Regions from separate parts of the Zea mays genome. Here regions 2 and 3 are each linked to region 1. A link is a contact called in public ChIA-PET and Hi-C data. All regions are on one chromosome and are shown on one strand. The core of a region is the stretch at or near the end of the contact, and the rest is flanking DNA. Distances in the headings are between cores, read along the strand shown. Region 1 holds the start of LOC103644204 (homeobox-DDT domain protein RLT3). Region 2 holds the start of LOC100381284 (putative serine/threonine protein phosphatase superfamily protein). Region 3 holds the start of LOC100191601.

Region 1 (2,713 bases), core at 93-2,592:
GTGCTTAGTGTGGCTATATTCAACAAGATTATTCACTATGTGGATTGCACTCTTGAAAGTCGCCTAGAGAGGGTGAATAGGTGAAACCTGAAATTTACACACTTAAACACCAACTTTGACCCGGGTTATTGTTAGAAATAGTATAAAGTCAATTGGAGTGAGAGATAGGTGTTCTTCTTACTAAAGTTGCTCAATAAAATGCGAATTACTTTGGAAGCTAACTTAAATTGATATGAGATCAATCACAAGCAAGAGAACAAGAGAGGGGAGAGGACGAAGCAAATCACAAGTTAACGATCAAGCGCAAAGAACACGACGATTTGTTTCTCGAGGTTATGTTCCGAAGAATGTGCGTCCCCATTGAGGTGTCCACTAAGTACGTGTCTCTTTCAACCATTTCCCTCTCTCAACGGTCATGGAGACCAGTTGAATTTTCTTTCACTTAATCGAGGACACTTAGTCCTGCAAGGACCTCCACATAAAGAATGAAGTCTCTTGCTTTGCTTTACAAAAATAAGAATGGGGTGAGAGTACGAATGAAAACCCAAACCAAGAGCAAAAGAGTCTGCAATACTCAAATGAACACAAGCACTAAGTCTTTAGTTACTCAAATCGATCGGATGCGCTCTTATGAAGCTTTAGAAGCGTAGGAGTTATTGCACTAGTTGTATGGTTGTTTGGTGTAGCTCTTGTGTCTTTAATGTGCTGGTTGGGGGTGTGTATAGTCCCCAACAACTCAAATAGTTGTTGAAAGAAGTTGCTAAAAAGTGTTATGTCTGCGTGCGCATGGTCCGATGCACACCAGACTCTTTGTCCCCTGACCTGGTAGGTAGCCATTCTGACTTGTCATAGAGCATTGGATCAGGTCTATGCACATGACCCCACTCCATATCAGCATACAATATTTATATGCACAACCAAAACACCAACATGAATGCAAATATTTTACATTTATTTACTCCTTATTTACTTTGCTCAAATAAATATTTGTATGCATGAAATTTAATAAACATAGAATTCACATAGTTATATATAACCCAATAGAAGTAATTTATATAGTATAACTTACTATCCTATTTATTATAGTTTAAATATATAACCAACATTTTATATTTACTATTTATTAACTTTTTAGAAAGATAATCTCAATTTATAACTTTGTTAGAATACGCTTGCAATTTTAAATATTTAAGGAATTTTTTTTAATTCACCAAGATACGATTTTGGAATGTTACAACATGCTACATAGGCGTGGACAAATAAATATTCACCAAAACCATATGACCCAACTAGGAATGGGCTCTCAAAGAAAACAAGTATTCCATAAATAGAGTGATCTTTAAGGACGGATCAGCAAAATGACCACATAGATATTTTGATACTTCCCATCGTCCCGGCCCAAACCTCTCCTCGTCTCCGAGGGTTTTAGGGCCGAAAAAGTGCAGCTCAGCCACGAATAGCAGAAATGGCCGCAGTAGTGTTTTGGTCCCTCCGCCGCCCCCCACGGTCTAACACACCCGCCCGCTAATTCGCCGACCAGCCTGCCATCACCCGCTCGCTGCAGCCGCCGCGCCCCTCCCACTCACCAACGCGGCAACGCCCATGGCGCCCGTCTGCTGAAAACACCCGCCGCCATGCCTCGCGACCAGGTACGTCACGTGCTTCTCTGATCCATCATCAGCTGGCCCGTCGGGATGCGGTTTGGTTCGAGGGCGCGAGGCTATGTGGGGGCGTGGGGTGATCAGCGTAGGGGGATGTGGTGTGACCGTGTGAGCACTGAGGGCTGAGGCGCCCGACCTCCTATTTGCGGTTGGGTTCTGAGGTCCGGAGCGCGTGGGGTTTTAGGATCATGATTTTGGGGGCAGCAGTGATGACGATGCCTCCTATTTCCGCTCATTCTTTTATAGCGCATTTTGTGGGGGTGTTCTGTGTTCGAATTGGTCTTATTTGTTTGTGCCAAACGAGGCAATTAGTGTGCGGTATTGTGTTTTGAACTATGATTGTTGCAATTGTGGGGTAATATAGTTGTAACTATCCAGGTTTGATTTATAATTTCATCCGGGAAGGGGGTGGAAATCAATAATCTTTTTGTTGAATCAGATACGTTTTGGACGAACCACATTGATACTGGTCACTGGGCCATGATATTGCTATCCATTCACTTGTCAAAAAGGGTTTGCATGTAGCAGTACTTGCTGAGGAGTTCCAACCATTTTGTATCGGCGGTGTTTCTTACAATTTTAGCTCTTAACACTGAGTTACAGAGTTGTTTTGGGCTGGAGTTAGGGTTCTGGGTAGCTTTGCTTACCTTGTGCATAATTTGGACTTTTCTCAGATGGTGACCAATGGTTTTGGAGCAAAAAGGGATAATGCAGGGGCAAAAAAATCTCCCCAGCAAATTCAGAGGCTGGAGAAGTTTTACTCTGGTAATTATAAGCTAATGGTTTGAAGCCTTTTCCTCTGGCTTTGGTATACACTTCATTGTTGCTGATATATCTTTCTATCCAGATGTACAGTATCCAAAGCCAGAGGAAATGGGTGAGTATGCAACCTGTGTTGGTTTGACTTACAGTCAGGTCCGTATATGGTTCAAAGAGCGAAGGAGAAAAGAGAGGAGGATGGAGATGGGAGCCATTGGGTCTCAGATGGAAAGGCAATTTAGTGCACGTTCCAGTGGACCTAGATGCAGCAGCAGTTCTTCGTTTTGTAACCA
Region 2 (2,713 bases), core at 80-2,579, 240 kb before region 1:
AAATTTTAACATTTTCTTTATTAAATCAGAAAAGTGACAGAAGCAAATGAACAGAAAATAGTGAGGTACCTTTCCACCAATTCGGAAGAGTTCAGCAAGATCATGAAATTGTCCATGAATATCACCGCATATAGTAACAGGACTCTTTACAGGCTGCAACAATGATGACAAAACAAATCGTCTTAAGTCAAATAACATGACCAAAATAAGAGCTGCATCTGTGAATCCAGCATCTAAACGGCATAAATTGTCCGAAAGCGTCCATCTTATCTTATGGTATTTAAATGTTGGTTAAAGCTATACGGTTTGCAAGGTTCAGAGGGTGTTTCTTTCCCATCACCACTACGTTTTTTTATTAAAAAAACTTCAAAAAAGGTGGGTTCAGGAACCTTGAAGATGATGTGTGGGAATGAAGATGCAGTATAAGGTGTCATAAATTCACGCATTTAGTTAGCAAACACAAATTTAACTTGTGCAAGGTGGCATGGAGTGTCAGCTGGGGACTTGAAGCATTTTTTATTGCTAACTGGGTCAGGTCAAAACTTACGGTAGACATGAAGAAATGTTAAGCGAATCCAAACAAGACAATATCTCAATTCATAAAATGAAGTTGCTGATAATTTTAAGCAAACAACGAACCTGAACATTGCTTTCCTCCATCAGAATCTCCTTTGCCTTCTCACACAGAGCCCTTACCTGTACCATAAATTGCAATGGATCAAAACCTCCCTTCCCAACAGATCAAATCAAATGTGGATATTAATTCAACAGATCCATTAATCACAGGGTAGGATTTGTACACATCGAAGCAGGTCTAGGCCCCCTAGCATTATCCTTTTAGGATAAAATAAGGGGAGAAAAAAAGTTATGTGGCTACCAAAAATCATGGTGAAATGAGAAGATACAATTGTTTTCAGTTGACGCAGAGAAATTAACTCAACGTCGAAACGCCAGAGGAGGCTAAAAATTCTGTTTTTATCAAGTTTCTTCAGCCTAAAAAAAAGAGCAGAATCCCCAGCTTCCAAACGCCGAGGCCCAGCACCCGCCCGAGCAAACCAAACGCTCCCGCCAGCCATTTCCGCGCCAACCAGCATCAAAGAGCGTCCGGAAACCCGATCTCCCCGGGACCCGTCCCCGGCCCCGCAATTCCGCCAGATCTGGTGAAAAGGCACCTCGAACCGAGAAGAGGGCGACGGAGAAGGCGTTACCTCGGGCTCAGCGAGCGGCTTGCACTGCATGAGCCGCTCGATCTGGTCGTCGAGGCCGCCATGGGGGCTGCTCATCTTGCCCGCGGATGGAACCCTAGATCTGGGCGGGCGGGCGCTCGTGAGAGGGTGCAGGCGGAGGAAGCAGGGGGGCAAAAGGTCTGGAAAGTTGCAAGGGACGGTAGTTATATAATTGCGAGTTTGGAGGCTAGCTCTGAGGAGCGAGCGGATGGTCGGACGGGATGCTCGCCGTGCTGCCGAACTGGTCGTAGACTCGTAGCTGGAAGAAGAATGGGCAGTTTGTAAAAAACAAACTAAAATAACGTTTATTTATTTTATGGTCCAGCCGTGAGATTTAAAAAAAAGGTTATTGTGAGCTACGGGACGTGAAAAACCTTAGGATAAATGTTGTACAGCAAAAATATATATACTGTTCAGTTTAAATGGATATAAAACCGAGTCAAAAATATAGTTGGTTTGAGGTGTTCTCAAAGTGTCGCTAAAGTTTCTCAGAAAAATATACAAAAAAAGGCACGTCTATTGGGATTAGAACCATAATATATGAGAATAAAGCACTTGCGTTACAACTCACTAGTCGGTTACCGTGTATTGCAACGGCTCACAATAATACCCACATAAATTATCCATAAAAAAATCTTAAGATTTTTATTGATTGTCTTCACTCTTCGTATAATATTTTTTATGAACACACAGGTACCATAGACAACAAATTAGAGACACACATCCTTTGTCTCCCCCACTTCCAAGGTTTCGTAGAGCAATGGGGAAGGAAAGAGGCGGGCATACATGTTTGTTGCCGGAGAAGGACATGACGAAAACCTAGGCATCTAGAGGCGACATAGGTAGTATACAACTAGATATATAGGGAGAGAGCACGCAGGCGAAGAAAGAAGCCCAGCCGGAGCAGCTCCAGACCAAGAGGCACCCGCACCAGGCGTCAGTCCGAGAAGGGCGAGAGAATGCGAGTGTCCTTTCAGCCCTGGACTCGCCGAAGCGACACAATAACACCACCAACTCCGTAGCATATGTCGACTGCTGCCACGCTACGACCCTTACTTGTCCAATATCTCAGACCTAGACTCCTTGTCGCTAAGATAACCTAAGTGTGGCAGGCGCCACCATATCCTCCTCAACGACACACATAGAAAAAGGCCAGGAGCATGACCGACTCGCCCCGTACCCGCGTCGACGAGCGTCAGTCGACTCGCGACTGCGACCGTGGGCGGGGCAGCAGGTTGTGGAGGAAGAACATGGCGAAGGCCGGGAAGACGAACGGGATGTTCGATGATGGCGAACACGATGGTGCACGCATGATGTGAAACGTCCTCATGGACATGCAATAATCACTGCGCGAGTCGGTGTCGGGGTTGGTGTCAGACGAATACGGGGAGGAGGTGCTTGCTCTTACGCCCTCTGCCGAGAATAGGATGGCACGGAGGTGGAGGCATGAGGGGAGAGAGAAAAGAAGTAGGAATGGCGAACGAGGT
Region 3 (2,713 bases), core at 96-2,595, 140 kb before region 1:
GGGAACGGCACATTTGCTAGTAAAAGTATAAAAACAAACATTGTCCTCATACAAATTGTCTCCGATGTGTAACTATCAAAACTTGGCTCCTTGCTTCCATCATGCAGCGTGATAATGATAGAACGATTTCAAAACCAGGCAATATATTATCATACTACCCAGTGAAAGCTTGATATTTAGAAAGTAAGATATTTCTTGTAAAAAGTGATCGCTGAAGAATTGAAGTGTAGCCAAGACTTGGAAAACAATCTATATATGAAACCTCAAGTTGTCAAATTATCAAAGTAAGGACAGTAATGACTAGCTGAAGTCTGAAGAAGGCAACTAAAGTCAGAGAAGAAATAAAAGTTACCCTTGACCAAGCTCCAGGAAGGCAGTGGATACGAGGTGAAACTTATCCATCAGCACTTTGTAGTGATTTGTTCCACCTGTAAGGCCCAGCCACACACACTGACACACATCATTCAGGCTTCACTACCTCTTCTGGAAAAAAATGACAAGGCCCATTTTTAGTGAATTAGAGCCACATATTCAGAGGAGAGGTCCCGTACATGAATAATGCCAGTCGCGGTTGTAGACGTGCCGATAAAATTCCTGGAGGATGGGCACCTTCACCTCGGTCGGGATGCTAGTGTCATCCTCTGCGGTCATTGAACATAGTTTATTCATTACTGTTCGAATGAGAACCTCTACAGCCTTCAAAAAAATATCACAGCCCCACTCGTAACATTCCAAAAACATCATATATAGGCTTGAAACTAGCTTAAGGGCATGAGACTACTGACCAACGGTGTCGAGGGCACGGAGCACGAGGTAGAAGATGCACACCTGCGCAGTCGCAACAACAGCCATTAAAACACCACACGGGACATACGCACACGCGCACACCAAAATTGTTGGCACGAAGCGAACAAAATCATAGGCGCCACGCATCGGACTCTAATTGGCGGCGGCGCGGCGCCAGCGAATTCGTGTGGGACGGAGGAAAAAAGGGGAGGCAGGCGAAACGAGTTGGTACTGACGGCATTGCGGAGTTCGGGCCCGAGCTGCTGGATGACGAGGGCGAAGCTGCGGGAGACCTTCTGGAGCATGGAGTAGGCGAAGGCCCAGTGTTCCTCGGGCGGGATCTGACGCTTGATCTGCCCCGCTGCCACCCGCAATTTCACCAGCGCCAGCACCTCCTCCGGCCGCGACAGCGCCCCCATCGCCGCGCCTCCGGTCCAACCAACCGGAGTACCGGAGCAGCGTCCTCGCCAAACGTCGATCGAGCGGCTGGGCAGCCCGGTCCCAGACAGACGCCAGACGGGTCCCCTCCAGATGCTATGGACCTAATGGACGCGATGCGGCTCTTCTCTTGCGACTCTGCGAGCGCGTCCGCGTGGGAGTATTTCTAACGGGCGTCCCTGCACGAGAGGGGGACGGGGCGACAGATGGTCTGTTTGGTTTAGTTTTTTCTGATCGGCTTTTTCGAGAATCTAGACGTGAGGAGTGAGGAGAATTTGGCTGTGTAGAGAAACTGAGTATCATTAAGATTACGTGCGGAGGAAGATAAAATTGTTCATGGGTCTTAGGATCTATAAAATGATGGATTATTACTATTGTGACGACTCAATTACATGTTTATGTTGATTTTGAATAGTTTTTATCTAAACAAATTTTATAGAAGATGGCTGAAAAGCTAAGTGTTTAGCAGTCCGTAACAGCTTTTAGTGGCCAGAAGCTGTCAAAAACCGAAACATGATAAGAGACGGGGGCGAGACGAAAAGGTTGTCGCCGTCAGCCGCGCTGTCCGTTGTGCGTGGGCGAGCGCTATAGTTCCCTTTCGTAATTACTCTGGTCGTGCGGGTTGGGCAGCAGCTAGCAAGCGGATCTGGCTCGTTTTTTTTTTTTTTGACGGGGAGCGGATCTGGCTCGTTGTCTCCGCCGCCGGATGCGTTGGAACGCTATACCTTAAATTTTAACCCTTATACCTCACTATATATATAGCCACGTCATCTAGATTCCATCTTCTATTTTTCTTCCTTCTGTAGCGGTTCTCTCTAAATTCTCTATCTATACCCTCACTATAACTATAAAATATTATTTTTCATAACTATTCATTATTTATTACTATTTTTCTTCTATAAAAAACAACCCCGCGCGCGTACCGAGGGCAGAAGGACTACAGCTGCTCGCTAGATCCAGAAAAAGTCTATGCACTGCGCTATTAGTGTACCTGCTAGAGGGCGCAGTAGCGTCGAGCGTTGCGGCGATAGAGGAACTCTATACACCAATAGTTCTAGAAGAGGGGACGCCTAGCAGATGCCGCTACGCATAGCCTTAGCCTTGCACCACTAGGGATGGCTATATTAAGTGTGGGTTTGAATGTTAAATTTTACTTATGGGTCTATATTCGACTTAACGCGTAAATGACGGATTGGAGTAGAGTATAACTAACTTTGATTCTTTATTTACACATGATTTCGGCAAGCCCAATAAAATATAGGTCATTTACTTAGCTTCACTTTTTTGAAAGTTAAATTGATATTGCATTATGTACCATGCTTCTAAATAATTATATATGATGTGATTCTGGAAAATTATATGTGTTCCTCGTTCCATTTGTGGTGTTTTTGTTTAATTATTTACAATTGCTCGTCACCCAATAGGTGTCCAACACCTAGCGGATGTCTGGAGGGTGCGAATGTAAAAAATCATCTATTATGCATTATGG

Evidence for each region. A called contact is a pair of places that touch in the nucleus more often than the background predicts. ChIA-PET counts read pairs in DNA pulled down with a chosen protein or histone mark.
Region 2: a Hi-C map of endosperm shows a contact between it and region 1, with 2.8 times the contacts expected there. The contact joins the promoter of LOC100381284 here to the promoter of LOC103644204 in region 1. A contact is called at or near these places in 9 of 25 Hi-C or Micro-C datasets (ear, endosperm, leaf and 3 more) and 1 of 3 datasets of contacts at active chromatin or transcription factors (leaf).
Region 3: a contact with region 1 is called in an H3K4me3 ChIA-PET map of seedling, with 8 times the contacts expected there. The contact joins the promoter of LOC100191601 here to the promoter of LOC103644204 in region 1. A contact is called at or near these places in 9 of 25 Hi-C or Micro-C datasets (bundle sheath, ear, endosperm and 3 more) and 2 of 3 datasets of contacts at active chromatin or transcription factors (leaf and seedling).

What each region holds. Positions count from the first base shown.
Region 1 is chr1:296,885,854-296,888,566 of Zm-B73-REFERENCE-NAM-5.0, reverse strand. It overlaps LOC103644204 (homeobox-DDT domain protein RLT3), which reads left to right and starts at 1,342. Exons shown (of 18, transcript XM_008667401.2): 1 at 1,342-1,649; 2 at 2,336-2,426; 3 at 2,509-2,713. The coding sequence starts at 1,635.
Region 2 is chr1:297,123,358-297,126,070 of Zm-B73-REFERENCE-NAM-5.0, reverse strand. It overlaps LOC100381284 (putative serine/threonine protein phosphatase superfamily protein), which reads right to left and starts at 1,329. Exons shown (of 11, transcript NM_001174183.1): 1 at 1,209-1,329; 2 at 640-696; 3 at 70-153. The coding sequence starts at 1,283.
Region 3 is chr1:297,021,614-297,024,326 of Zm-B73-REFERENCE-NAM-5.0, reverse strand. It overlaps LOC100191601, which reads right to left and starts at 1,345. Exons shown (of 14, transcript NM_001137030.3): 1 at 1,023-1,345; 2 at 786-828; 3 at 552-641; 4 at 353-428. The coding sequence starts at 1,205.